7 separate regions of the Mus musculus genome follow, and regions 1, 2, 3, 4, 5 and 7 are each linked to region 6. The links are chromatin contacts, called in public HiChIP or PLAC-seq, Micro-C and promoter capture Hi-C maps. All regions are on one chromosome and are shown on one strand. Each heading gives the region's core, a stretch centred on a gene start, on an enhancer-like site or on the middle of the called end of the contact. The rest is flanking DNA. Distances are from core to core; before and after follow the strand shown.

Evidence for each region. Promoter capture Hi-C pulls out the DNA fragments that hold promoters and counts their contacts. Hi-C and Micro-C count contacts between places; a contact is called where the count stands out from the background. HiChIP or PLAC-seq counts read pairs in DNA pulled down with a chosen protein or histone mark.
Region 1: a Micro-C map of embryonic stem cells shows a contact between it and region 6, with 5 times the contacts expected there. The contact joins the promoter of Ctdsp1 here to the promoter of Igfbp5 in region 6. A contact is called at or near these places in 1 of 39 promoter capture datasets (cranial neural crest) and 1 of 484 Hi-C or Micro-C datasets (embryonic stem cells).
Region 2: a contact with region 6 is called in a promoter capture Hi-C map of liver, with 2.8 times the contacts expected there. The contact joins the enhancer-like site here to the promoter of Igfbp5 in region 6. A contact is called at or near these places in 6 of 39 promoter capture datasets (the C10 cell line, embryonic stem cells, frontonasal cranial neural crest and 2 more), 2 of 115 datasets of contacts at active chromatin or transcription factors (cardiomyocytes and embryonic forebrain) and 1 of 9 other capture datasets (embryonic stem cells).
Region 3: a promoter capture Hi-C map of 3T3-L1-derived adipocytes shows a contact between it and region 6, with 5 times the contacts expected there. The contact joins the enhancer-like site here to the promoter of Igfbp5 in region 6. A contact is called at or near these places in 11 of 39 promoter capture datasets (3T3-L1-derived adipocytes, embryonic stem cells, frontonasal cranial neural crest and 4 more), 4 of 484 Hi-C or Micro-C datasets (the AML12 cell line and embryonic stem cells), 6 of 115 datasets of contacts at active chromatin or transcription factors (astrocytes, embryonic forebrain, embryonic stem cells and 2 more) and 2 of 9 other capture datasets (adipose tissue and embryonic stem cells).
Region 4: a promoter capture Hi-C map of embryonic stem cells shows a contact between it and region 6, with 6 times the contacts expected there. The contact joins the promoter of Cxcr1 here to the promoter of Igfbp5 in region 6.
Region 5: a contact with region 6 is called in an H3K4me3 HiChIP or PLAC-seq map of embryonic stem cells, with 12 times the contacts expected there. The contact joins the promoter of Tns1 here to the promoter of Igfbp5 in region 6. A contact is called at or near these places in 9 of 39 promoter capture datasets (the 3T3-L1 cell line, 3T3-L1-derived adipocytes, embryonic stem cells and 3 more), 3 of 484 Hi-C or Micro-C datasets (the N1E-115 cell line, cortical neurons and embryonic stem cells), 5 of 115 datasets of contacts at active chromatin or transcription factors (astrocytes, embryonic stem cells and kidney) and 1 of 9 other capture datasets (embryonic stem cells).
Region 7: an H3K4me3 HiChIP or PLAC-seq map of embryonic forebrain shows a contact between it and region 6, with 6 times the contacts expected there. The contact joins the enhancer-like site here to the promoter of Igfbp5 in region 6. A contact is called at or near these places in 4 of 39 promoter capture datasets (embryonic stem cells and liver), 2 of 484 Hi-C or Micro-C datasets (both in embryonic stem cells), 8 of 115 datasets of contacts at active chromatin or transcription factors (embryonic forebrain, embryonic midbrain, embryonic stem cells and 2 more) and 1 of 9 other capture datasets (embryonic stem cells).

What each region holds. Positions count from the first base shown.
Region 1 is chr1:74,390,196-74,393,082 of GRCm38.p6, forward strand. It overlaps Ctdsp1 (CTD (carboxy-terminal domain, RNA polymerase II, polypeptide A) small phosphatase 1), which reads left to right and starts at 1,414. Exons shown (of 7, transcript NM_153088.2): 1 at 1,414-1,769. The coding sequence starts at 1,703.
Region 2 is chr1:73,954,999-73,957,849 of GRCm38.p6, forward strand. The region is part of intron 18 of Tns1 (tensin 1); the gene reads right to left. Among named protein-coding and RNA genes, the nearest start is that of Gm39664, 75 kb to the right of the region's middle. Within about 2 kb of position 1,498, at least 89 of the 459 cell types and tissues checked have an H3K27ac peak or open chromatin away from gene starts, as enhancers often do.
Region 3 is chr1:74,082,818-74,085,829 of GRCm38.p6, forward strand. The region is part of intron 1 of Tns1 (tensin 1); the gene reads right to left. Among named protein-coding and RNA genes, the nearest start is that of Gm31637, 11 kb to the right of the region's middle. Within about 2 kb of position 1,719, at least 101 of the 459 cell types and tissues checked have an H3K27ac peak or open chromatin away from gene starts, as enhancers often do. A contact at or near this core is called in 3T3-L1-derived adipocytes, adipose tissue and embryonic stem cells, where this site is marked.
Region 4 is chr1:74,193,260-74,195,959 of GRCm38.p6, forward strand. It overlaps Cxcr1 (chemokine (C-X-C motif) receptor 1), which reads right to left and starts at 1,372. Exons shown (of 2, transcript NM_178241.4): 1 at 1,333-1,372.
Region 5 is chr1:74,123,177-74,125,876 of GRCm38.p6, forward strand. It overlaps Tns1 (tensin 1), which reads right to left and starts at 1,372. Exons shown (of 33, transcript NM_001289895.2): 1 at 1,116-1,372. The coding sequence starts at 1,271. Rufy4 (RUN and FYVE domain containing 4) reads left to right here and starts at 2,365. Exons shown (of 12, transcript NM_001170641.1): 1 at 2,365-2,438.
Region 6 is chr1:72,873,284-72,876,135 of GRCm38.p6, forward strand. Igfbp5 (insulin-like growth factor binding protein 5) reads right to left here and starts at 1,582. Exons shown (of 4, transcript NM_010518.2): 1 at 523-1,582. The coding sequence starts at 856.
Region 7 is chr1:74,102,622-74,105,688 of GRCm38.p6, forward strand. The region is part of intron 1 of Tns1 (tensin 1); the gene reads right to left. Among named protein-coding and RNA genes, the nearest start is that of Gm31637, 8.5 kb to the left of the region's middle. Within about 2 kb of position 1,565, at least 55 of the 459 cell types and tissues checked have an H3K27ac peak or open chromatin away from gene starts, as enhancers often do. A contact at or near this core is called in embryonic forebrain and stem cell-derived neural progenitor cells, where this site is marked.

The sequences.
Region 1 (2,887 bases), core at 164-2,663, 1.5 Mb after region 6:
GTTTAAAATCTGAACGGTTGCGGTCTCAGGCGCCCAAGGGCGGGCGCTGGGCCCTCCCTCCGCGGGCGTCCCCTGAGCACTCGGGAGCACAGCCAGCCCTAGACGGGGCCCCTCTAATAATCACAGATAGGGGCGGTGGGGTGGGGGTGGAGGGCCTCTAAACAAGGTGGTATTTCTTCTAGTTCGATGGGATTTGGCTCTGCCAAGGACGAAGGGGCACGTTTCAAGCCGAGGGAACAGCACGTACAAGATACAAGGCGCCCTGAGCAGCAGAGGCTCGGCTTCTGCCAGGGTTTGGCAGGGGAAGAGGGCGAGATTTGCTACAGGACAGTCGGTAAAGGTAGGCGCCGAAGTGGACTTTTCAATCCTGGGATGTTCTCGAGACTGCAGGGAATGCTGATAGTTACAGTTGGATCACGAACATAATTTAGGACTGGAGAGGTTCATCAGCCGTTAAGAGAAGTCCCTGCTCATGCAGGCCACCTGAATGAGTTCAGGTGCCAGCACTCAAGGCTAACCACTGCCTCCAACTTCTGCTCCAGGCGATGGCGCCCTCTTCTGGCCATTGAAGGCTCCGGCATTCATACACATACACAAAAATAAAATCAATCTATCTACAATTCCACAATTTGATGAGTTTGCATAACTGGGGCTAGCAAAGAATGCCTTTGGGGGGGGGGAACGGGATATTCACAACGTTAGACAAAAGACCCATTGTAGAGGCGGTGAGAAGGCTTGGGGGTAAAGGTGTCTACTGGCCAGCCTGACTACCTGAGTTTGATGCCTCTCCCAAAGAGAGGAAGAAGAGAACTTCTGATCTCCACTCGTAGAACGTGTATCCTCCTCCACACATAAATATAACTTTAAATTTTTTAGGGGCTGGAAAAATGGCTCAGGGGCACATGTCACTCTTAAAAGGACTCTATTTCCGCTCCTAAGGCCCACACCGGCTATTAACTCCAGTTCCAGGGGGATCTGACGCCCTCGTCCGGCCTCAGAGTGCACTACAAATATGTGGAGTACATACATAAACATATATATTTTTACAGGCCATACACATAAAATATTTCAATTAAAAAAAAAACTAAAACCCATTTTACAGAAAGTTAGCGTCATCCCATTTTCCAGAGGAACAAACGGAGGCAGATCGTGTCAGCACTTTGGAATGCGTGGAGGTGGAGCCCCGACGTCCTCGGGCACTCCCCGACTGGGCGCCTGGGGCGGGCCTCAAGTCCCGGGGCTCGGTGGCCCGCAGCGGCGGGTTACGGCTGTCCGCTCTGCCACGCAGCCGCAGAACGCTCGGTCCGGCCAGCACACCGCAGGAAGAGAGGCGACGCCCCCTGGATCTCCGCAGCAACCCGGCCCGCCTCCCAGCCCGCCGGGCCCCAGAAGTGATGAAAGCTGCGGCGGAGTCCCAGGCGCGCCGAAGCCGTTGCCCTTTTAAGGGGAAGCCTTGAAACGGCGCCCGGGTTCCATGTTTGCATCCGCCTCGCGGGGAGGAAACTCCATGTTGTAACAAAGTTTCCTCCGCGCCCCCTCCCTCCCCCTCCCCCCGAGAACCTGGCTCCCCTCCCCTCCGAAGCTCGCGGGGATCCCTCCCTCCCACCCTCCCCTCCCCCCCGCGCCCCGATTCCGGCCCGAGCCGGGGGGGAGGCCGGGCGCCGGGGCCAGAGTCCGGCCGGAGCGGAGCGCGCCGGGCCCCATGGACAGCTCGGCCGTCATTACTCAGATCAGCAAGGAGGAGGCGCGGGGCCCGCTGCGGGGCAAAGGTAGGCGGGCGGCGGGAGGGCAGAACCGGACTAGGGGCCGTCCCCGCGCTGCGGTCGCTGCCGCTGTCCCGGGCGCGCGCCTCGGCCTGGCCCGGCCCGAGCCCCGGCCAGTGCGGCCGAGAGAGTTTGAACTCCGCGAGAGTCTGAGGCGCTGGGCGGGGCCTGGCGCCACCAGTGCGCTCGAGGCTTCTCGTAGTGGGGAAACTGAGGCAGAAGGCGAGCGAGGGGCTGGCGGGCTCCCGGGCGTCACCCCCTCCCCCAGTTTGGCGCCAATGGGACGAGAAGGTGGGGGTGAGGCGGCCACCCGGCCACCCGCTGAGGCTCCGCCCCCTCCAGGCTGAGGTCTGGAAGGGGTGCCGAGGTGACAGCGGGCTGGGGAGGCTTGCAGGGATCTCCCGCCAACTAACTCACAGCCAGGTTCCCACAAACTCGGGCGTCACGCGTGGAGGTGCAGACGACACCTTCGAAGGCAGAGAGCCCCTAGCCTTGCAAGACAGACTTGGGGGCCTTGTATCCAGCTGGGCACGCGACACCCAGGCTGCAACAGGCTAGGCCGGTTGGCCTCGGGCCTGTGCACGCTTGCACCCACCCTGTAAGGGGTGCTGCCCGCCTATGCGGAGCCCCTAAGGCTCGCAAGAGTGGGGCTCACCCCTCCCTCCCCTGTGTGAATTTCAAGATTGGGAAGTCACTCCGGGTTTGTCCACTGTCCAGTTCCTCGCTCTTTGGGGGTTGGGGGGGGGGTGGCCTGGAGGCAGAAAGGATTAGAGAAGAGGCTTGGTGGGGGTAGGTCTGTCAATTTAGACAGGCCGCTGCAAAGAGACGGGGCGGGGTGAAGGAGGTGGGGCCGGTGGGGCTGACAGCCCTGGGACACTGGCCTCTGGGCCCAGGCTCAATGGGGACTTTGGACTCACTGGGTAGACAGAATGGAGGGAGAGTGGGAGTGGACGACAGGGCCCTGAGCCCTGAAGGTCCAGAGCAGGGGATGCTCAGGTAACGTCCACCTGTGGGGTCAGATGATTGAGAACCAACCGTGAGAAAAATCGGTCCCCTCCTTAAGCCATCTACTTCTTAAAGTGGCTGCCTTCCTAAAAAGCCACACCAGATTTCCTTAAGACGCT
Region 2 (2,851 bases), core at 248-2,747, 1.1 Mb after region 6:
GTACATGCAAGAGGAGCTGGAGAGTGCCAGTGCCAGTAGGGGACGGAGCAGGACCCACCCATGCTCAGCGTTGGGCTGCAGAGTCACAGTTAGACTAAGACAAACTGGCCCTCGCCTTCCACAATTTAGCTTAACACAAAGAATTTGCCAGAACAGTTCAGACAATGCCATTCTTCCCACCCACTGTCACATTTCCAGAAGTTTCTCCATATTTCCCCCAGAGCACTGTTCCATCCTCGAGGACCCCCAAGCCAATTACCAGCAGGCTTAATGCAGGACATCCAGGCCTCTAAGGAAAGGAAGGAGAATCAGAGTGGGATTAAGGGCCATCCCCCCACCCACCCCCACCCCCACCCCAAATGAGCCTTCAGATCCTTGCAGCTCTCTGAATGGGAAGGCTGGACTTCTGTACCCTTGCCAAACAGAAAAAGTTCTGTCCCTACAGAGTAGGGCAAGGGAGGGGTGCTAGGGCTAGGCCAGAGCAGTAGACCTTCGGTATGAGGACTTAGGGGTGCCCTTTTGTCTGCAGACAGCTCTGGGGACCCCCCAAGGGTAACACTTTCTCTGAAAGGAAAAAGTGACCGACTTGTTTTGTGGCTTGGGGCCAGAGGGCTGACTCAGAAGCTGCCCCGCCCCTGCCCAGGCAGTTCAATGACTTCACATCCTAAGGAGTCAGCAGCCCAGCTCCAGCCCTCCCACCCCACTCCCCCCAAGCCCCACATGCCTCCTTCTGACTCTCCAGCCCAGACCCTAGGTGGCAGAGGAAAAGGCAGCACCCAGAAGCTGCACTAACTCCAGCCAGGATCCTCCTGTCATACACAAAGCCAGACAAGAGTCACGAGACATACACATGCCTTGGAAGTCAGTCAGTCAGTCAGACAGACAGAGCGAGATGTGCCCATACCAGGTGCTCACGGAAGGCAGAGAAGCACAGTGGGGGAGTGGGTTCCAAACGCCAGGCTCTGCTAGAGTGCAGAACCCATCTCCATGTGTGAGATATGTTACTAGGCACTCGACACGTGCAGTATTGCAAGTCCTGTGACTCAAGTAGGATTGTGCCTCCAGGAAAGAAGGAGAAACAGAGGCAGAGATAAGGCAAAAGGATGCATTAAAAATATGCAGTACCTGTTAAAGCCAGGCTCTCGGTGAGAACTAATTTACTTTAACAAGCATAAAATCTGGATTCCACAACTATTTTCTTACATTACTTACTTAAACCTAGAGGGGGGAGGGAGAGAGGAAGGGAGGGAGGAAGGAAGAGAGGGAAGGGGAGAGGGAAAGAGAGAGGGAGGGGGAGAGAGAGGGGTGGGGAACGAACACACAAAAGTCAGGAATAATCCAAAATAAATATTTAAATTTAAAGCCACAAACACTTCAAGAAATACAAATGATCTTGCTATACCCAAGAATTATCCCTCAGGCCAGAAATAAGAGCCACTGAAAACAAACCCTCATACAGAAGCTTATGGCCAAAAGCAAATGATCAGGCAACCACAAAACAGGCATGTCACAATCAGTGCTCCTGTGCACAAGGGCCCACAAGCCACAGGCCACCACATGCCACTCAAGAGTTCTTAGAGATGCTGGCTAGACAACCCAGCTCAACCTTCCTACACAGGCCTCGCAGGTCCATAGACCTACAACTCTGTCCCCAGTCTCCATGGAGGCTTTCAGACCTACACAAGCAACTGGTCCTAAGCAACACAGGGCAGTTCTGCCCAACAGCCCAGGTTCCCAGGGCTATGGCCTGAGAATGCCACCAGCCTACCCTGGGACAGATTCCTAAAGGAGTCCTCTGTCTTCCTTGCTCATGTCTCCAGAGGAGTAAAGTATAGGACAGGACTCTTCACTCTCTGGCCCTATCTTTCTGACTCCCTGTTTACTGGTTGCACCCAGAGGGGACAAGTACTAAAAGAGCTACCATTCACAGGGACCTCTGAGGTGATCTCTGGAGGGTAGGTCCCTTGGGCCAGTGGGCAGGAAGAGTTGCCTTCCCTCTTGTGAACCTACACAGCTGCAGACCCTCCATTGAGGCTACAGAGCAGATGCCATCACATCCCTCAGGTCAGGGTTCCTCTATAGTCACTACACAGCCCCACCTGCCCTACCCTGAAACATCTTCTCTCCGCCCTGAGAGCCACTGGTGATGGTCCATTCTGAGAACATCTGGACCGTACCAGCATCTACCCGGGAGTTTGAACAAGGAGAGTGTTCCCCGAGGCAGGCAGGGGCAAGCAGGTTGATTTTCACCCTCAGCACGACTTCTAGGCCCCTCCTGGCCCCTCCTCTCCCCTCCTAGCCAGGCCTCGCTCGCTCTTCATTGATTGTGAAAATGTCAATATTAAGCTTGTTCTGCCGTGTAACTTATCGCACGTGGGCTATTGTTAGCTGCAACATCCGGAATATCAACTGTCAAGCCACCGAGTCTTACGAAGAAAATCGAAGAGGTGTAAATTATGTAATTAAATACTGTTTGCTAAATATAAATAAATGCAAACATTTCTTGTTCTCCAGGAGGGTGCTATTTGCTCCTGATGCCTAGTGCTGGCCAAAGAGGCCACACCCTCCTAGCGACCACAGAACCTTCCTTCCCTGAGTGGCCCTCTACCTTGTAACAAGGGCAAAAGCAAGGACATGCTTGCTACCCAGCAGGGCTTCACTGGTGGCCCTGCTCCAGTGCTCTACCTGTGGAGCACTCTTACCCTCCCTCCTCCTCTTAGGGACACCTAGGTCAGTGCTGTCAGCCTCCATGCCAGGACACACACTCTCTGGCTCCCTCTTCCCACCACAGTCACATTAAAACCTATTTAGCAGGACCACAAGAAGCCGGAACACAAGGCTGGTTTCAATC
Region 3 (3,012 bases), core at 469-2,968, 1.2 Mb after region 6:
GGAGGTATTCAAAGTCGAGTGGGGGGCAGCAACTCGCTCCCCCAAAGTTCAGGAGGGAAAGATCTTTGTGCCGAGTGAGTTTGCAACCATTCTGAAGCTTAAGATTGTTTTGAAATCAAAGATAGCCAGGCAGACTAGGTGAAAGGCAAGAGCAAACAGACAAGTCCAGGGCAGAGGTAAAAGCAAAGCAAGAAGAGGTTGAAGGCGTCAGCAGCGCCTCCTGGTGGTCATACTGAGCAGCAGCACTCCCCGAGCCGGTCCTAAATACCCCCCAGCTCCAGCCAGGAGTCTACCATTCCAGTCTACTGCCTGGGTTCAGTGAGGGTAGGGGCCTCCATCCCCTTCCAGTCTGCTGTCTCTCCTCCCACTTTCTCATCTCAGAGTTTGGTTGTCAGATTTCCTGGTCAATTTTGTCAGACATACTGGGGAGGGGCCCCAGCCATGGTGTGGGGTGGGAGGTGGAACAGAGAGGGAACTTGCAGTCCAGTTGGAGAGTGATGTGAGGGAGGCAGGCAGGAAGTCCCAGGCCTCTTTCTTCCTCCCCACTTAAAGAAACAGAATTTGACATTCTAGATAACCTTCCAAAACTCCCCTCCCTATACCCCCAAGTCCAGCCCTTTTCCCAAAGCCTAAGGAAAAGTCCCTTTTCCCAGAGCTCTGGAGTCCTTACAGCCTAGTGGGTAGGAGGGGGCAAGTGACGCCTTCCAGGCTGTTAAGAGACTATCCAGACTCATGCCTGGGACTGTGATACCACTGTCCCATCTGTCCTGGAAAACCTGAGTCTATAAACTTGCCCACAGTGGACCCGGAGGGCTAATGGGTGGTTCCAGGACTCTGACCTCCTCTAAGCAGTTCTGGGTGACTTTCCCCTCATCTAGCTCTGATGGAAGAACAGGCCTGGAATACACTGGGGCTGTGTAGCCGAGTGCATTGACAACCTTCTCTGGACCTCAGTACAAGGCGAAGCTTCGAGCTGCGGAGGGAGGGGGTGTGCTGACAGCTGTGGGGAGCAGAGAATATGAGGACACGTTAGCCCCCTAAGGACAGACTATAAAAATCTGTGTGAGGAAAAGTCAGCTCCATCATCCCCAATGAGAAGCAGGCCTCAGCTTCCCACACTAGGAAGTAGGGTATCCAGGGATGCTATAGAAAGGCTCAACACGTGGATTCTAATGTCACAGGATGTTGGTGGAGATGGTTTAGGGTGGGTTAGCCTCCTCCCTCTGATACCCAAGGACGTCTCAACCCTACAGACCAGAGTCAGAGCTTGCTACAAGAGCAGATTGGTGTTTAAGTCTGGCTCACCCTGCCCCGCTCGCCCATCTGGGACTGCTCCCCAGGTCCAGGCAGAGGATGAGAGTGAGCCCCATAAAGCCCACAAGCCCATAAAACATGCAGTGCCATCCAAGGACGGTGGCTTGTTAGGACAACGATTGCTGTCTTCCTGACAGGCGGCAGACAGCCACATGGGGCACAGCCAGGCCCTGCCCTCCCTGGATTAACAGGCAAGCCCAGAGGCAGGAGACATGGCCACAATGAAGGGAGGGGTGTCCTGGTGGCTCCAGCACTGTCCCACCTCCCTGCAAGCCAGAGTCAGAGCAAGGGAGCAGGGAAGGGATCCAGCTGGAAGCCCTGCTCCCCAGCCCTCAAGCCCCAGCAGCAGAGGGCTTTCAAAGCCTAAGGCCTTGGCCCATCTCAGCCCTTCCCTCTCTCCATTCAGCCAGCCAGAGGGTGTGGCACAACTGGCTGGACCATCAGGGGCTCTAGCCAGGCCTTGGTCCTGGTTGGGAGGAACTGCTTGCAGACAACTCCCTTCCTCGAGGGGCAGAGAGGCAAAGGGCTGTGTGCTAAAGAGGTCCACCCACTGTGAGAAAACCCCCAGTTCTGCCCTCCTCTGAGGCTAAACAGCTCTGGGTGGCCAGAAAAGACAGAAGTCTTCTAGCCAGAGAGCTGGGCAGCCTGGGAGATGGGATGGCCAAAAGCTGAGATAGGCTTTACCCTCTCCCTGTGACCCGGCCACCAAGGTCCCCTAGCCCTTAGTCGGGGAGTCTTAGTGCCTGCTCTCAGGCTTCTTCCTCCAAACCTCACCTTCACGGACAACACAGAGTTGCCTCCCTCTTGGGCCCCCAATTAAGGGCCTGCCCATGTTCTTGGTCACCCTGGTGGAAAACTCTGAGTCACCCTCAGCCCCTCCCTGCCCTCCCCCACCCTCTCAGCAGCTCGTTGCCAGATCCCGTGACTTTTGCCTCCTAATTCTCTCCACAGACTGACTCTCTTTCTCTCTCTCTCTCTCTCTCTCTCTCTCCTGCTTTTCAATTCTGCTGCCTCTGACCCTTCTCAGCCTGGTCACTTCTGCCTAGGACTGTTGTCATAGCTTCCAGGACCTCTGAACACCAACTTCAACTTCAACTCTGCAGGGGCCATGACACCCTCAAATGTTTCCCCCAAGAAGTCCAGGGAGCATGTGGTACTCACGGGCAGGAGACTCGTCCTCTATGCCCATCCACTCTCCCTGCCCACTGCCCACTCTCAACTGTCTATTCCAAATCCACACAGGCTGTGACCCCATCCAAGGCCCACCCATTGCAGGCCCGAGCTATCATTCCATGTCTCAGTAGCCTTTTATAAACCTAGCAGTACTGGAGCTGGTGAGATGGTTCAGTGATTATGAGCACTGCCTGCTCTTCCAGAGGACCCAGGTTCAGTTCTCAGCATCCACATGGGATCTGACACCCTCACACAGACACACATACAGGCCAAACACTAATGCACATAAAATAAAAATAAATTGATTATTTTAAACAAACAGACAATAATAGCAGTACTGAGGACTGAAATCAGAATCGCGCCCCCACACTTCAGGCAAGCATTCTACCATGAAGGGACGTCCCCAACCCCTTGGTCTCCATTTTAAAGACAAGTTCAGCTTTCTCACACAAAAGCAGAACTAGAAGCCCTGGTCCCAGGTTCCGGTCCAACCCCCATGCTTGGCTCCTCGGTGTGAGCCATCCT
Region 4 (2,700 bases), core at 122-2,621, 1.3 Mb after region 6:
CCTCCAACCTTATGTCTTATATATGCCCCCTCATTATTGTTTGCAATTTTTGTAAAGACATATTATTTTTCATTGCTTTTATTTATGTATAAGTGCATATGAACTTGTCTGTGTGTCTATATGTAGAGGTCAGAAGAAGGCATCTGATCCCTTGGAACTGGAGCTACCAGGAGTAGCGAGCTGCCCAAAGTGGGTCCTAGGAACCAAATCCTCAGGAGCACTCCATGCTCCTAACCACTGAGCTATCTCCCCAGCCCCTTGTTTGCCTTTCTTAAAACCTACCTGGAGAAAGAGGTGATAACTTCAGATTACATTACACTGTACTCTGCGCCTTGTCTTCTGATGAGATTGTCTCCAGCTTTCACAGTTGTAAACATCGCGTCAAAAGCACACAGAAGAGGCCAAAGCAATGATTCAGTGAGGTGCCTGCGTGCTGCCAAGCCGAAAACCTGAACTTGATCCCCAGAGCCCACATGGTAGAAGGAAAGAACTACCTCATGTAGGTTATTCTCTGGCCTCCACACCTAAGCTCACACACACATTAAGCGTGAAATAGAAAAATTTTAAATGCATGTCAAGGGTTGGTGAGATACCTCGGCAGAGCTTGTCACACAAGCCTGACACCTTGAGTTTGCTCCCAGAATCTATGATGGAAGAAGGAAACCAGCTCCTTAAAATTGTCCTCTAGCCTCTGGCCTCTGTATATAGTCCTGCACACTTGCACACACACACACACACACACACACACACACACACACACACTTGAGACATGAGAACACGTGTGCACCTCTACCCAACACCAGGGCTCTGTAATCTGGAAGTATTTAGAAGTTAACTGAGTTTAAGATGAGGATACAGTTACCTAATGCCCACTCTCAATGGCTACCTTACCTGGGGCCTTTAATCCCCAAAGATTTCCACTTATCAACTGCAGATTGTGGGAAGATAGGGAGCTCTCCCAGCTTCCAGGCCTTGGATTCTATGGCAAGGGCAACCACATCCCTACCCCTTGGGATGCTCTCTCAGTGCCAGAGTTTGCATCTTCACAGAAGATGAAGGTTAGAGAGAAGCAATCAACACTGAGCCAGGAAACTGTTCACTGCAGCCACATAACAGGAAAGCAATAAAAAGCAATGGCTGAGGGGAGGGGGGCTGTGACCGTAAGCACCTAGGAAGTCAGAGTTGCGTACCTAGACACAGTGAGGGGACAAGAAACCATTTATCAGAAATCCCTTAGTCCCACAGAAACCAGTGTGTTTTCTAAAATAAAGTTGGACCAAGCCTTCCTACCCCAACATGTGGACTGACACACAGCTGACACAGGCGTCCTACCTGAGGCACCAGCTGGGTCCGTTCCTTGTGTGCGGGAGGAGCCTGCAGCTCAGGAAACAGAATGATCAAACAACCGAAGGGACTGGATGAATAAAAGAAAGAGGGAGAAACCACACCTCCCCCTAGAGCCCCGCCCACATCTGCATTTGGGTACAGATGAAGTCATGGGGCCCGGCAGTATCAGAGATTCTGAGTTCCGTAGGCTTAGCAGGGTGACCCTGCAGTTAAGGGTGTTCTCTCTAACTCCTTCCCTCCATAGATGATCACTTCTACCATCTTCAGTTTCTTGAATTTACCTGCACGTGCCACCCCTAAGTTTCCTAATAGATTACCTTGAGAAGTTTCTAACTTCCCAAGGGGAATAAGAAAGGGGGCAGTACAGACTTCCTATAACAGAAGTTTCAGAAGTCCACGGTGGGAAAGACTTAGGGAGTCTAAAGGAGAACTTAGCGGAAAGCTGGTGGTAGGGTCTACACTTAAGCTGTGTTTGGACAGCACGCAGACATTTATGTTGGTGCTGGAATAGAACCCAGGACCCAGTGCATGCTGGGACAAGTATCCTACCGCTGAGCTACACCTGCAACCCCAATGCTTGCTGTTTTGTTTTGTTTTGTTTTGTTTTGTTTTGAGACAGAGTCTCTCATAGCCCATGCTGACCTTAAGTCCATAAACCTTCATCTCTCTCCCAAATATTGGCATTACAAGTATACACCACTATGCCCAGCTATAAGCACGCCATTTTCACTTATATTTATAGGCATCTTTAGGGTCATGTGGTAGAGATTTTGGAAGGAAAACCTTTCCTTTACACTCTCTTTTACTTCCAATTATTGCTTGGTTACAGTAGAGCTGAGGTTTGGGGCATGGCCACTCCTTCCCTGAAGTCTATCAGAAGATCATGAGGGCTGGGAAAACAGTGAAAGACCATCTGGGGGTGATGCCATTACTGCTCCCCATTTGGTACTGAAGGACAGCTTCTTTAGGAAGCTGCCTGAGAAGTCCCTGAGCAACTCACAGCTGACCCCTGACTTTATTCCTAGGGTTCAGTGGACTGGTTAGTTTGAACTATCAACTAAACACAACCTAGAGTCATCTGAGAAGGGAATCCCAATTGAGGGATTTCTCAGATCAGACAGGCCTGTGGGCATATCTGTGGAAGATTGTCTTGATCTCTAATTGATGTAGGAGGGCCCAGCCCACTGTGGGAGGCACCATCCCCAAGCAGGTGGCCCTGGTCTGTATAAGAAAACTTGGTAGGGATGGAAAAATGGCTGACTGGGTTAAGAGCACAGACTGTGGGCTGGAGAGATGGCTCGGCAGTTAAGAGCACTGACTGTTCTTCCAATTCCCAGTTCAATTCCCAGCAAC
Region 5 (2,700 bases), core at 122-2,621, 1.2 Mb after region 6:
CCCAACCCTGTGCCTCTGCCTGTGGCATATAACCACCAATATGCTCTCATCTGTGCCCTAGTGGTGTAGCCAGTCAAGTGGTGCAGAGGAGAGTCTTGGGCACTTGACGCACTCACAAAAACATGTGCATAAGTACATATTGCCATATCGGCCCGCCTCTGTCCGTATGGAGGTGCCCTGGGATGTGGTTGCAGGATGCACTTGGAGTCAACGCTAACTCTGCTGGCCTCCAGTGGAGAAGGAACTGAAGGGCCCCAGTCTCGCCCAGAACAAAGTCAGCACACCATCCCATGAGACTGCTCCTCCTATCCCGAGAGGGAGACTAGGGTTCTGCAAGGGCTGAACTAGAGATGGCCAGTCCCTGCTGATACAAAACACCATTTTTTTTCCTCTCCAGGAAAATACAGAGCCTATGCAAAGCCCGGGGTGTCCAGCCAGCCTGCTTCCCTGGTCATCACTATTTTTGCTCCTGGTCACTTTTCAGCATCCAGGTTCCAAGACTCACCGAGAAAAGAATAGGAGGGAGGAGAAAGGGGGACTCTACTGGACCCACCCACCTCCTCAGATCCTACTGTGGGCCCTGCTGGCTCTGACAGCCCCGTTCCTCCTGGTAGAAAACACCAAGACAGCCACCATTCTGCCCCCCCCCCCCCCACTCCAAGCTAAGAGGATATTAACCTTTCTCTCCTCACCCCAGCACCCTTGGGTGGTTCCAAATTCTCACTAATAGCCTGCTGCCTCCCTCTCTCTGCCTCTTGCTTTTTCCTCTTTCTTCTTGCTTGTTTTGGGTTTTTTGTCTTACTAGTTTTGGTGTTTGGGAGAGTTTGAGTTGGGGGATTTGGTTGGTTTTAGTTTGTTGGAGAAACGATCTCACTATGCTGGCCTTGGCTTAGAACCTCCCTGCTTCAATTTCTCTAGCAGTGGATCACAGACCTGGCACCAACGTCTCACAGGTATTTGCCCTTCAAGGACACCAGAGGCCCAGGTGTGACCTCCACAGAACTGACTGCAGGGCCCTCCCACTCTCCTACCTACACCTTCCCAGACTCCTTACTGTCCCAGATGGACCGGGCTCTGCCGTGCCCGCTGCCCGCATCCGGCCCACAGCTCCCTACCTGAAGCAGCAGCCGCCTCCTCGGGTCGGGCGCCGCACCCCCGGGCTCACAGCGCTCGGGCCGCGCGGGGCCCGGCGGAGTCCCGGGGGGCTGCGGGCCGCAGGAGGGCAGAGGCTCGAGCGCCTCGCAGCACACCAGGCTCACGGTGCAGCCCATCCGGCCCGGGACCCGGCGGGCCCGGGGCGGGGACGCGGACTACCCGCGAGCCGGCCCGCCCCCCAGCCCCAGCGACCTCTCGGCCCCAGGCGTCTGCGACGTGGGGAAGAAGGGCGACGCCCCCGGCCCGCCCCGTCGGAGTCCGCCTCCGCCTCCGCCACCGCTCTGCCAGGCAGTGGGAGTGCGGGGCCTGGCGAGGGGCGGCGACACGGACGCTGGAGGCAGAAGGCGGGGAGGGGACCCGAGGGCGCGGGAAGGCGGGAGGGGCGGCGGCGGGATCCCCGGGACAGGCTGAACTGGGAACGCAAGAGAGCGACGCCGTGACTAGTGAGCGACTGAGAGACTGACACCAGAGAAGGGATCTGAAGGGACAGAGACGGTGGCATGGAGGACGAGGGGAGCGCCGGGGTTAGATCTGGCTCTGCACCGGGCAGAAGGGCGGGACATGGAGCAGAGAACAGCACGTTTGGGGATCGCTCTGAGCCCTACTTACAAGTAGTTCCTCGAGCTCGTAAAAGTAGTTCTAGAAGTCCCTAACCCTTGGTTTTAAGTGACATGCCAGCCTGGCCTAGAAAAAGGATGACCCCAGCACCAGGAAGTTGAACGAGAGCAGCGGGAAAGACCACCCTACACCGAGCAGCCCACCTGGCGTTTCCATCCCCGGGAAGTGGGTACCAGGGCTGGAAGGAAGGCACCCCAACACTGACTGGGATCCCGCAGCTGGCTGGGGTAAGAGGAGGGAGAAAGACACTTGGTGGCCGTTTGCCCCTTCTCCCCACCTGTGTCACTTTCAGTCCAGTGACAGAAGAGACAACTCGAGAAAAGGAGCCCACTAGCGCTTCTGTCAGCCCCTTTCCGCCATCTACTGGCAACAAGACAGAAAGACAGGAGCAGGTGCCCGGGAAAGGAAGCCCCTGCCGGTGTTGTGTTTTGCCACCAACTGGCCTCATGCCAGATGACTTTGAGGAAGCCACCCATTCTGCCTCAGTGCCCTGATCTTTCTCTACCACTTCTCCCTGGCCAGGGTTGGTCCAGCCCCCTTCAGGCTGGGCTGAGTCACTCCCCAGGCAGGAGAGCTGGAAAAGACTGTGCAGAGCCCACAGTCACAAGGGACATACTCAGGCTACAGAATCCTGCCCACATCCCAAACAGACAAGCTTTTCTCAGGTGAGCACGGGAGTCCCTGGGCTTGGGGATTAGGTAGAGAGACCCTAGAAAAGGTCTGTAGAGAACTTCTTTTTTGTTTGTTTTTTGTTTTTTGTTTTTTTGAGACAGGGTTTCTCTGTATAGCCCTGGCTGTCCTGGAGCTTACTTTGTAGCCCAGGCTGGCCTCGAACTCAGAAATCCGCCTGCCTCTGCCTCTCCAGTGCTGGGATTAAAGGCGTGCGCCACCACGCCCAGCTTGTAGAGAACTTCTGTCTAACCCTTG
Region 6 (2,852 bases), core at 332-2,831:
CACTGAGATGGGGGCGGAGGGGTGAGGCTTGGAGGGATCAAGGTAGAATTAGCTTTAAAGATGGAACGCATCTTCAGATTCCAATTAAAATGACCTTTTAACAGAAAGGATTTTCTAAAGTTTAGGGAGAAAAGTACGGGGTTGGGGTGGAGAAGGGAGTTGATAATTTAACCTGTTCTTTTTCAGAGAGGATTCTCTTGGGATTTGGACTTTGAGACTCAAAAGGAGCTCAGAGTCAGAATTGCCACGAGTTAGGAGTGGGGGAGGGTCGGGTTGGGGTGGAGATGAAGTGTAAACTGGTAGAGACGGTTAGACAGCCGCCTAGGATAGCTTGCTCTGCCAGGGATTCAAGTGTGAGGTGCAAGGACCCACCCCATCTACTCTCAGGAGCTACTAGGGTCTAAGCCACTTGCTGCGCGCGCAAAGCGCGCGGGTTCCCAATCGGTCCCCGGTCCCCACCCATCCAAGGTGCCTCCCTCCCCAGCTCCTGTGCCGTGCAACTGAAACCCCAGTAGCGCTCACCTATCTTGGTTTGCTCGCCGTAGCTCTTTTCGTTGAGGCAAACCCCGCGGCCGTGCAGCAGGGCGTGCAGCGGCTTCTCCTCATCCTGCCGGGGGAGGCAGCGCAAACCCTGGGCGCAGCGCTCCGTGTAGACGCCACACGACTGTCCCTCCGCCAGGGCGCAAGTCATGCAGCAGCCACAGCCGGGCTCTTTGACCAGCTCACAGCCCAGAGGGCTGGGGGGACACATGGACAGAGCTTTCTCGTCGCAGGGTTCACAGTGCACGAAAGAACCCAGGCCTTGAGCCGGTACGGCATAGGCGGCCAGCAGCAGGAGGACCACGCTGATCACCATTTTCTCGGAGTCTGGCTTTACCTCGGGGCGGGGCAGGAGAGCGAGAGTGTGTGGAGAAAGAGGGAGCCTGGAGATTTTTTTCCTTTTAAATCTCTTGCAGGTAGAGCAGGTGCTCTCCCCCAAACACTTGCAAAATATGAGGCAAGGAGGATTCAGATGCCTGCACGCAAGTCCCAATTGCGAGGATTAAAGACTTGCAACAGGTTGGGGGTGAAAAAAAGAGGCGCGCCAGGTGCACGCAGAGCGAGCGGAGACCGTAGAAACCCCCAGGCGGGATCGGGTCAGAATTGGGGGTGGTGGTGGAGAGAACCACAGAATTGCTCACTCCAAAGCAACAGAAATAATTAGCTTGGAGGCCTTGAAAAGGGAGGAGGTGAAGAAAAAAATGGATTGGGCTTAATTTTCCCCCCTTTGCTTAAAATCTAAAACGCAACCCCACTCCGCTCGGTCTCAGCGGCCAGCTGCGCTGCTGCCGCAGAACAGGTAAGAGGCGTCGGCGGCTGACAACAAGATCGGGAAAATGTTGAAATCGAGGGGGGAAAAAGGGCAAAAACCCAGACCTCACCAAACCTGGACCCCAACACCTGCTCTGTCACCACCTCTTCGAAACCCGCAGGTTCTGCGTGAAGTCCGGAGAAGGGTGCAGACCGAGGGGGGGGGTAACAAAAAGGAACAAAAAGGGGGAAAAAAGCCCAAACAGCTTTGCAGCTCTTTCCTAGCTCTTTTAGAAGTTTCCAAAGAGACTGCGGGCTCTGGTCGAGCAGGCGCTTTTAAATAGACGGCCCCTGGCTGCCAGCCAGTTGTAGCTGCAATTTGAGCTCCCCAACACCCAACCCATGCAAGGATGCCAAGGAGCTTTGCAGCGCAAACTCACACGGGGTGGGGGTGGGGAAGAGAGGCCTTCTAGACACGGGGGCTCCCCTTCGCTCCCTACACAGAGCCCTCCTCCTCACGGAATGTACGGAAAGGGCTTTGGGGGGGGGGCGAAGACAGGCGAGCTACAGAGGAGAGTAGGGAGAAGGTGGAGGGAGGAGTGGATGGCAGTACTCTTCAGAAGCTGGGTGAATACAATGGAGCGAGTCTGTTTTCCGACAACTAGCCCGGACACTGGCTGTTAGGAGTCACATTTTCTTATTAGCCGTGTATACCCTGCCCAAGAAGTCCTTTCCAACTTTAGAAAAAAAAGTGTCTAAGAGACCACTGAAGGTTTGTCTGTCTGTGTGTTTGTGTTTGGAGGACAAGTAGTGTACAGTAGCTGGTGAGGGGCATTGAGATAAATTTAAAGAGAAAAGGAGTGCGGGCGCGTGTGTAGACCCCTCCCCCATTAAAAGGGGCAGAGGGATTATGGCAAGGGCTTGTCATTATTGTTCTGGTGGGGTACTGATTTTAGTTAAAGCCAGTGGTCATTTTCCTTCACCTATATAGATGACCAGGGAATCTCTCTCTCTCTCTCTCTCTCTCTCTCTCTCTCTCTCTCTCTCTCTCTCTCTCTGAGTGTGAGCGTGCTATGTGCACTTTCAAGAAGGGATAACGCCCTCCACCCCACCCCCCTCCCCAGCTTTGTTGGGAGTAGTGACTGAGACCCTGGAGGAAATGCTGTGGGTTGTCAGTTTTATCTGGTGTCCTCATGGACACCTTAAATGTCCTTTTAAATGGAAGGAAGGTAGGATAAAGTGATAACCTTCTTGGGTTGACAATGAGGCATTTCTGTGGGGTAGGCAGATCCTGGAGTGAGCAGGTACCTCGCTGCAGGAGACCTTGTTTAAGGGTTAATATGTACCAAGGTAGCATCCTGGAGCCTGCACGTGAGAAATCCTCACCATGCCACAGGAAGCCCCAGATCGCTAGTCAGCACTAGGGACCATTCTTCCCTTAGGAAAATGAAAGAAAACCTAATTTTTGAAAGAAGGAATATGATGGCTTTAGCTTTTTTTGTTTGTTTTAAAAATTAATTTGACATGATAGGTGGTCTGTAGACTGCCCACCACAGGTAAGA
Region 7 (3,067 bases), core at 315-2,814, 1.2 Mb after region 6:
ACTCGCCACCTGCTCACAAGAGCCAGTGTCCCTACCCTCTCTTGTGATGCCCCAAGGGCCCCAGGAGGTTTGCAGTCAAATTCTCCCACCCTCAGGTTGGGCTCCAGGTCCTTCTGCTCCCCCAGGGTCTACTCAACTGTACTCACAAGATCAACCACCCAACCAGGCCCAAGGCATAGAACTCACACCCAGCCCCAGGCCACTCTGCCTACAACAGAACAGACTCCTGCAGAGTAGACCTGACTCACAGGGACTCAAGTGGCAACAGCTCTAGGCAGCCTCCTCTGGCCAGCCCACAGGAGTCCTCCTCCAGTTCTTCTGTGGGCACTGATAGCTCATTCCCTCCTTGTACTTGGCACCATTCCTTGTTGATATATCTGCTGGCTTCTTCATTCTCCCTTTCTTCCCCACCAGAAGGCCAGCTCTAGAGGCCACTGTCCACCACTCTCAGGTGCACCCTAGTACCCAGCACAGGATCCGACAAGGGGACAGTAAACAGGAGCTCACTTGAGGGGGGCACAGGGAGAAGAGAGGGAGGGATGAAGGGTGAAACATCCCTTCCAGATTCCAGATCCAGGCCATTGGTCACTTTGAGAGTTCTGCTGTCACTGCAGCCAGGCCAATAAGATCTTTATGTCCCCTCTCTACCCACCCTGACAAGAGACACCTTGATCTCTCTTCTGAACCAGCCCTCTGGTGTCCACTCAAACTTAGAAATGCCCCACCCCTTCCCTACCCCTGCTTGTCACAGGACTCTGAGGCCCTGATTGCTTACACTGATTTGCTATACATGGCCAGCAAGTATCAGTGCCAAAGCTGACAGAGGCCCCTGTTCCTGGTCCATTGCTTTTCCATAGCATAACATGGTAGCCAGAAGGAAAGAGGGCAATATCTGTCCTCCTAGGGGTGTTCCTTCACCACCGCTAACCCAGGTCTCTGATCTTCTACAGCCCGGAAGTTCCTCCTGATAGCTAGCCTCCAGTCCCCCTCTCAAATTCCAAACCGTTTCCTTGAGTCTGCCTTCCTAGGGAAGAATAGCTTGGTCACTCTCTTCCACACAATAAATGCCTCCAGACTGGCAGCACAGTATTCAAGCCCCCTCCTCTCCCCACCCCCACCGCTCTCTGTTCCCTGGGCTGAGAATCCTGGTCCTCTGGGCCCCTTTCCAAATGATTTCCATCACCACTCAGCGGCCTAGGACATGATTAACGGTGGGTGGGGGAGGAGTGGGAGTGGGGACAGGCCAGGCAGGCTATTGATCCACTAGGGACCCCCAGGGTGGGGAAGGAAGGGCAAGGGTCCTGAGGTCATCCCGGTCATCCCTTCTCCCTGGAGTGTTCTTTGCAGGGCCCAGAATGGAGACTTCAGGCCTGGGAGCTGGGCTGCTGGGTGGGAGCCCAGGCCCCACAATAAGATTACAGCAGGGAAGGTCTAATTGATTCTGATGGATCTGAGAAAGGCGGAGATGAATGGGGAGCAAGGAAGGAGGGTGGTGGAAGGGGACCCAGAGAGCCGGGCAGGGAAACCCCTTTTTGCATCAGCACTAGCTAATACAATCATGGAGTGCCCTGCCCCCACCTCCACAGCCCCTCCCCTCCTGGGAAGCCAGCCACTGCCACTCCACAGAGAGGCACAGGAGCAGAAAGCTGACCTAAAGCCTCAAGACTAGGGACCCAGATGAGAAAGAAAGGCTGAGACAGACATTCCCTGGAGGAGGGAAAGATGGGGGGCAGTCTGAGGCAGAGACAGATCAACAGGTTCTGCCCACCTCTCCTTAACCATGTCTCTTCACCATTTCCCTTTCTCAGGCCAAAACTGTAGCACATGGAAACCTATAAGTGGATCTTATGACTCTCATGCTCCTGCCTCAGCCTTGGCCTCAGCCTGGAGCCTACAGATATCTGAGAACATGGGCGGAAGCCAGGTCACTGGGACAGACCTCTTCAGGACAGAGAGGACAGAAGGAAGGAAAGGACCTCCAAGAGAAAACGCCAAGCTGACTGAGGGAGGGACTAAACAGAACCCCACAGTCTAGAGCAGGGAGAGGACCAGCAAGTGGAGAGGGGGGCAGAGCAGGGAGGCCTAGCAGGGCCAAGCTGAGGGGCTGCGAGAAGACGATTGGCTCCTCCCTTCTAGAAAGAGCAAGGTAGAAAAGGAAGGGACACAGGAAGAGGGAGATGGCACAGACCAGCCACCCAAGGACACTGAATTGAGAAGCAAGCCAGACCTGGCTCCATCCACTGCCTGCAGAAACAGCCGATCCTGCCGAGATTGCCTTCCCAGGCTCAGTGCACAGGAAAGAAGTTGCTGCAGCGGGTCCAAGCTCAGGTCTCCAGATTGTTCTAGCCACCATAGTCCCCAGGGTGGAGAACCTTAGAAGGACCTGGACACGTCCAGAACAGGCTCTTAGATGGTGTGATGGGGTCAAAAGCCCACCTAGACATAAGACCTTCCCACCCCACAGGTGCAAGGGATATGACACCCTGATACCGTGATTGGTTCTAAACAGCGATACCCTTCAAGTCAAAGCTAGACATTCTCCTACAGACTTACGTCCCTCCTCTCCCCCAGTCTGAGTGGTACAATTTGGATTCCTCCTCACCCTGACCCCAAAATTCCCAATCCTACTCCATGATCCCTTGAGTCCAGTTTCTAACACATTTTTCTTGCTCTGTGTGTAGCTTCAGGGTAGAACATGCCTGGCCAGGCTCAAACAAACCAGAGAGAAGGTCCTATCTTGCCCTGTGATTGGACCAATCTGGGCTCCAGCCCCTCTGGGAGACTCAACCTTCTCATCTGTGAAATGGGCATCACCTCTTATCTCCCAAAGAGAAGGACCCTGATACAAAAAGACTAGCATCCAAATCCTAACCCTGAAACCCATGGGACACATGATCTTGAGGATACCTGTGTCATCCTGAGCCACCATTAACGTCTTCTATAAGATGGAGACAAGAAGCTGACCTCCCTGGGAGGAAAAAGGAGTGAATTAAATGTAAAATTGCCTATACCCGCTTGACATACCAAGGCACCCATAGATGCCCAGACAAGTATCTTAAAACCTGGC